2 separate regions of the Sus scrofa genome follow, and region 2 is linked to region 1. The links are chromatin contacts, called in public HiChIP or PLAC-seq maps. All regions are on one chromosome and are shown on one strand. Each heading gives the region's core, a stretch centred on a gene start, on an enhancer-like site or on the middle of the called end of the contact. The rest is flanking DNA. Distances are from core to core; before and after follow the strand shown.

What was found. HiChIP or PLAC-seq counts read pairs in DNA pulled down with a chosen protein or histone mark.
Region 2: an H3K27ac HiChIP or PLAC-seq map of skeletal muscle shows a contact between it and region 1. The contact joins the enhancer-like site here to the promoter of PPP1R12B in region 1. A contact is called at or near these places in 2 of 5 promoter capture datasets (fetal skeletal muscle and skeletal muscle), 3 of 47 Hi-C or Micro-C datasets (embryonic fibroblasts, fetal heart ventricle and heart right ventricle) and 2 of 2 datasets of contacts at active chromatin or transcription factors (alveolar macrophages and skeletal muscle).

What each region holds. Positions count from the first base shown.
Region 1 is chr10:24,462,615-24,465,990 of Sscrofa11.1, forward strand. It overlaps PPP1R12B (protein phosphatase 1 regulatory subunit 12B), which reads left to right and starts at 1,389. Exons shown (of 25, transcript XM_021064548.1): 1 at 1,389-2,828. The coding sequence starts at 2,538.
Region 2 is chr10:24,540,019-24,543,221 of Sscrofa11.1, forward strand. All of the region lies in intron 13 of PPP1R12B (protein phosphatase 1 regulatory subunit 12B), which reads left to right. Among named protein-coding and RNA genes, the nearest start is that of PPP1R12B, 78 kb to the left of the region's middle. Within about 2 kb of position 1,498, at least 7 of the 83 cell types and tissues checked have an H3K27ac peak or open chromatin away from gene starts, as enhancers often do. A contact at or near this core is called in fetal skeletal muscle and skeletal muscle, where this site is marked.

The sequences.
Region 1 (3,376 bases), core at 139-2,638:
ATCTAGTTTAATATCAATATTTCTTTTATCCTATAGGGACAGTTCTATTTGAGAGCTTGTGGGCAATTTTAATTATCAGCAAGAGGCTGAGTTGAAATAAGAGTTTCCACGTTGACAAGCTACAAAGTCAATCTCATACAGAATTTTATTTTTTTGTAATTTTATTATCAAGAACCAGTGTTTTGGGTTTGTTTTTTGTTTTTGTTTTGTTTTTTGCCTTTTTAGGGCCACACCCGCAGCATATGGAAGTTCCCAGGCTAGGGGTCAAAGCAGAGCTGTAGCTGCCAGCCTATGCCACAGCCACAGCATTGCAGGATCCGAGCCACGTCTGTGACCTACAACACAGCTCATGGTAATACTGGATCCTTAAACCACTGAGTGGATGGAACCTTTGTCCTCATGGATGTTAATCGGGTTTGATACCACTGAGCCATGATGGGAACACCTCTCATACAGATTTCCAGTAGATGATGAAGTATAACAAGTTCTGTGGTAACTAAATTAATGCAAGGAACACATGGCTATATAAAGTATACAGTATTACATCTTTTATTTTTATATACATTGTTATTCACAGTTCACCAAGATGCTAATAACTTAATTAGCATTTATGAAGAATTTAAGGATACCTAATTAAGCATATTTATTTATTTTTGTCTTTTTGCCATTTCTTGGGCTGCTCCCGTGGCATATGGAGTTTCCCAAGCTAGGGGTCTAATCGGAGCTGTAGCTGCTAGCCTATGCCAGAGCCATAGCAACTCAGGATCCCAGCCACATCTGCGACCTACACCACAGCTCACGGCAACGCCGGATCGTTAACCCACTGAGCAAGGGCAGGGATCGAACCTGCAACCTCATGGTTCCTAGTCAGATTCGTTAACCACTGAACCACGACGGAAACTCCAAATTAAGCATATTTAGATAGAGTATTACTAAGCATATTTTATATCTAAGTGTCCCTTTTCATTTGCTTCTCAGCTCATCTCAGGAAAAAGTGAAGCACAGACAAATGTTCACATGATAGAATATAATAAAGTTTCCCTTCACAATGACCTAATCTTTTTTTTTTTTTGTCTTTTTGCCTTTTCTAGGGCCACACAACAGCACATGGAGGTTCCCAGACTAGGAGGGGTCTAATCCGAACTGTAGCCGCGGGCCTGCACCAGAGCCACAGCAACGCAGGATCCTCAACCCACTGAGTGATGCCAGGGATTGAACCCACATCTTCATGGATACTGGTCGGGTTTGTTTCTGCTGAGTCAAAATGTGAACTCCTTGCAACATTTTTTTTAGTGAAAAACTGAAAGTTTAAAGAACCTAATAATTGTATATGATCTCTTTCATTATGGAAAAAAAATTATTTATGTTTTGTCCAGGGCTAAAGCCTGGAGGGATATAGTTACTAAGTCAACTTTCTGTAAAGCTTTATGGAAGTATAGTTGATTTACAATGTTGTAATAATGCTAAGTCTATTTAACAGGTTTTATAACCAAGCTCTCTTTGAACATGAAAATGGCCTACTTGCTGCTTTAGGAGTTTTGTATGCTCTATAGTATTTTTTTTTTTAATTGAACTATAGTTGACTTGCAGTATTGTGTTTGCTCTGTATACGTTTTTTGTAGCTTTGGGTAAAAAAATCATGGAACACATGACATCCATTCTGTCTCCCAATAATTTAAGACACATGACATCCATTCTGTCTCCCAATAATTTAAGATCCACGAAAACTGGAGAAGAGGAGGAGAGAGAAAGAAGGGAAATTAGTATTTATTATGAGCTGATAGAAGCCAGGGATAGCACTAGGTATCCTTGCATATATCGTCTTATTCGAGCCACAGGACCATCCTGTGAGGTGACATTACCCCCTTTTTACAATCAAGGAAACAGGCTCAGAGAACTTCTGTATGGAGAACTGAATTTGAATGCTCTTTCCGCTGTACCTGCGTGCATCCTTCCCAGGGGCTTTTCAGGGCTACGTGTTCATGCCCTCTAAGTTAATAAAACTCTGGATTCAGAACCAGGACACAGTTTTGAAAGTTTTGGGTACTTCCCGTCCAGTTTTCTGCAACAGAAAGTAGGGATAACAACTGACCCCTTTTCCACTCCAAAAGATTGACGTGTTAATTAGGGAGCCAAAATTAGCTGGTAGTCGCAAAGAGAATGAACCACGACTCTTAACACGCCCACAGAGGCTGACTCCGGCCAGGGACAGCTCCCGCTTGGGGCGGAGGTGACCTCGCAGGTCTGCGGCCAAGTAGGGAGCTCCCGGACCGCGCCTCTCTCGCGGTCCGTCCAGGGACTTGTAGTTCCCGTCAGGCGCGGGCGCGCCCGGGCGTGGGGGACGCGCGGCTCTCCTACTACAAGTCCCGTGATGCTCCGGGGCGCCGCTGCAACTGCGTGCTGAGGCCGCGGGGCGTGCGGGCGGCGCGGGCGGCGCGGCGGCGGAGCAGTAAAGATGGCTGCGCGTGGGTCTCCGCCCTCCTCTCCCGGCTGAAGCGCTCGGAGGCGGCGGCGGGGCGGCTCGGAGCAGCGGCGTTATGGCAGAGCTGGAGCACTTGGGCGGGAAGCGGGCCGAGTCGGCGCGGGCGCGGCGGGCCGAGCAGCTGCGGCGCTGGCGGGGTTCGCTGACGGAGCAGGAGCCCACCGACCGGCCGGGCGCGGGGCGGCAGCCGCAGAGTCGGCGCGCGGGCCCGCGGGTCCGCTTCGAGGACGGCGCCGTGTTCCTGGCTGCCTGCTCCAGCGGAGACACCGACGAGGTGAGGCGGCTCCTGGCCCGGGGCGCCGACGTGGACACGGCCAATGTCGACGGCCTGACAGCCCTGCACCAGGTGAGCGCAGCGCGGGTGCTGCGAGCCCGCTTCTCGCCGCCGCCGCTCGGCGGCCGGCTGTTCCCGACCTCGCAGGACCGGCGCCCGCCGCAGTCGGGTGTTTGTATTTCCCTCCCGCTCCGCGGGTCGTCATGGTTACCGGTGCTTTGGCCGGGGGTCTGCTGCGCTCTCGAGTCCTGCTTTCTGTGCGAGTCGTTCTGCCGTCTCTGAGAGCGCATCCCGTGCTGGGGAGGGCGGAGGGCCGAAGGGTCTGAAACCACACCTGGTTTTCTGGTTTTCTGGTTTGCAGTGATTTACAGGTTCTGCGTTCGTCGCGCTGTAGCTCCCCGAGCACCCCATCCTCAAGGAAGGAAGCCTTACTTTATTCCTCTACGGAGCGCTGACCTGCAGGGTCACTTACATTTGTTTGACGTTTTTGGAATAGCTTTTTTTTCCGCTAAAGCTTCTGTAGGAATCACACGCCCTATATAGAACTGGAGTATGTGATTGTGGATAACCTGACAGTTCCGTGCTTGGTAATTAACACCTTAACTTAGTTCATCTTATGC
Region 2 (3,203 bases), core at 248-2,747, 78 kb after region 1:
AGATAACTGAATTTAGCTCCCTGTGCAACATAGTAGGTCTTTGTTGCAGAAAAATCTGTCATGGTGTATTTTTACTACTCACATAGTTTGAAAAACCCCAAGCCAAGAATTTAGGATAGGAAGTAGGTCTGTACTCTTGAAATTCTGGTGCCATCATGGCACAAGCAAATCCAAAACCAGCTTGAAAAGAACCACATCTTCAACCTGGGATGTAAGGGATTTCTGTAAAACAGTCCCCACCAGAGACAGCCTCACACAGAATGGTCTAAACACTGGAGAAAGCAAATCACCATGAGGGAGTGTTCACAGGTGTAGACAAACATGTGACAACATGTCTGAATGCAGAGCAGAAACCTCAGACTATGGTTTTACATTGGTTTTGTTGACAAAAATGAGTCAGAGAAGTGGAAAACTGGAGTTTCTGCTGTGGCGCAACAGGATTGGTGGCATCTTGGGAGCACTGGGACACAGGTTCAATCCCCGGCCCGGCACAGTGGGTTAAGGATCTGGCATTGCTGTATCTGCAGCTTAGGTTGCAACTGCTGCTTGGATCTGCTCCCTGGTCCAGGAACTCCAAATGCCAAGGGGCAGCCAAAAATAAAAATAAAATAAGTGGAAATTTTTATTTGAGTCACATTTGAGGATTATAACCTGGGAACAGCATCTCAGAAAGCCCCAGGAGCTGTTAGGAGTCCAGGCCCAGTTATGTAAGTTTTTGAGACGGGGCTGTACGTTCAGCAGCTTCCACAGCCCAGACCCCAGCATCATCGCGGTCCCTTAGGAGGTGGAAAAGAAGTGTGATCTGTAAGGGGGCTGTCCTGTCTCTGGGGCAGCTGCTCTGTGAGGTTGAACAGGTGTTCCTGCCGACGGGGAGCTCGGTTGATGGAAGATGTACACACACGATTATCAGTGAAGAGAGCGTGGAGGCCAAAGGGCAGAGACAGTTTTTGTGTGTTTACATTTTTCTTGTCTTGCCATAACGCGTAAATTTTACTTCACGGTAGCAGTGATCAGAAGTGGCCAGTTGTACTAAAGACGGAGCCTCCCTGGGAGCAGACAGGTGAGTGGATCGGGAGGAGTGGTTGAGATGGAAGATTTTGCAAGTGCAGTGTGCGTTTTATCTGCACAGCATCCTGCTCGTGGGGCCCAACCATCTAAGGAGAGGCTACCACGTGCCAGGCCAGAGGGGTAAGGGACACAAGGTCAAAGCAAAGCCTAAACTGTCTGTTGTGGAAGGCCAACAGGCAGATCAGTTGCTAGAGAACAGGTGGCCAAGGGTGTGATAAAGGCTGGTGTAGACCTGTGGGTGCAGAGGAGGGAGTCTGAATCCGGCTCGTTAGGGCAGCAGGGAGGGTTTCTGGGGCCGAGTTTTACTGTAAGCAGTAGCAGGAGGGTGGTGGTTTCAAAGGAACACGAGACATTCCGGGACAAGGTCACTGCCTGGCGCTGGGAGAAGGCAAGGCCGGCGTAGCATTTCCACAAGTGTCTCATGTGAAGTAGGGTCAGATGCAGAAAAGCACTCTAGCCAAGTGCGTTTGTGGAACGCTGAGTCAAACAAGGCTAAACAGGATCACTCCTCTCGGGCGGCGGGGGCAGGGTTGTTGTTTAAGAGTTTGGAGCATTTGCCAAATTTCTGTGTCCATCAAATTGTTTCATTTGGGTGTTTTCACAGAAAGCCAACGGCTCTTCCTCTGGGCACACTTTGGACGTTGGGGGGCTAGAGAGGTTGGCGGGAAGCGAGTCATATGGATTCCTATCTGTGCTCGCAGCTGTGAACTGAAGTGTTTTCAGCAGGGGAATGACTGATCAAATAAAACATGTCATTTAAGCCTTTACAGAATTAAAGCCATTTAGTTTCCCCCTTAGACAAACATAAGCTGAAAGAAAAAAAAAATCACGTGTTTTGAAAACTAAATTTTCCTTCTGAAAGAATGTGCTGGTGCTGATTCTTCTCTAGAAGCTGCAGCCTTCTGTGTAATTGGCTCCTGGTGGAAACTGTGCCGGCCTGGGGCCAGGTTTGCAGACCCAGTTGGAAGCTGTTAGCATCGGGGAAATGCGTCTTCAGGCTGGCAGGCAGGAGCCCCGTCTGCAGTCTCGCCATTGAACCTGCACAGTGCTCCCTTTCTGGTCCGTTTGTTGGCAGGGGACGAGCAGGTGCGTGCATGTCACTGGCCAGTGACCAGCACGGCTCTCCCCTGCGGGCCAGCCTTCACTCAGCTTTTTGACCACAGAGGTGACCACAGATACAGGAACAGACATGTTATGATGCCAAATCCCAGTCCACTTGGAAAGGTTAACGCTAGATTTTTCTGAGGGACTGTGGGTAATCTTTATTTTTTCCCCGTCTCCCCCAAAGTCGCATTGTGATGGTGGGGGCAGGAGAGCTTGAAAGCACATTAACTGCGTAGACAGCAGTCTCTCTGATGGGGAGAGTCTGTGAAAATGGCCTCAGTCCCTGAAGACTAAACGCAGGAGTCAGGCGACTTTTCAAGGCTTATAGAGTTCTAGAGAATTGATGGTTTTGCTACATAGTAAGCTCAAGGGGGGGACTTCGGAAAGTTTATTACTTTTGAGAAGGGCACCCTCTTGAACAGTTCCTTTCCTTTTCTTTTTCTGAAAAGCTCCCCGTGGCCAGAGGTGTTGCTTTGAGCTGTTGGGAAGGAGTGGGGTTCCACCCCGCTTTGCAGGTGGAAATACTCAGGCCCTCAGAGCACCGGGTGGTGGGTCTGACATCACGCCTCGCATCAGAGGCAGCTGCTTTGGCCACTTCCCTCCTCCTTGAACTCACTAACGGTCTCTCGATCCGGATTTGGGTGGGCGGCCATCTCCATCCTCCATCCTCGTGGCGCTGTGATCGGGCTTGCTCCAGAGCACCGTGGAAGCCCACAGGGTCCTGTCGTTGGAAGGGGTGATGGGACTGGCCGACAGCAGGGCGGGGGTGGCAAGTGGCTGGCAGTTTGCAGAAGGCCAGGCGGAGCAGGGCAGGCAGCAGCTGTCACGGCCGTTTGTGCAGAGGCAGGGTTCATTTCCAAAGCCCACGCTTGCCTTCGCGACGTGGTGTAAACAGTCCCTTGCTAATAGCAGAGCCCGAGTTCCTGCCTTGGTCCCCTTGGCTTGGCTTCCCCTCTAGCAACCCCACCCCCACCCCCACCCCCGCCCCCGCCCGGAATTTTACAGTCTCTTTTTTTATTGGTGCCCTTTCT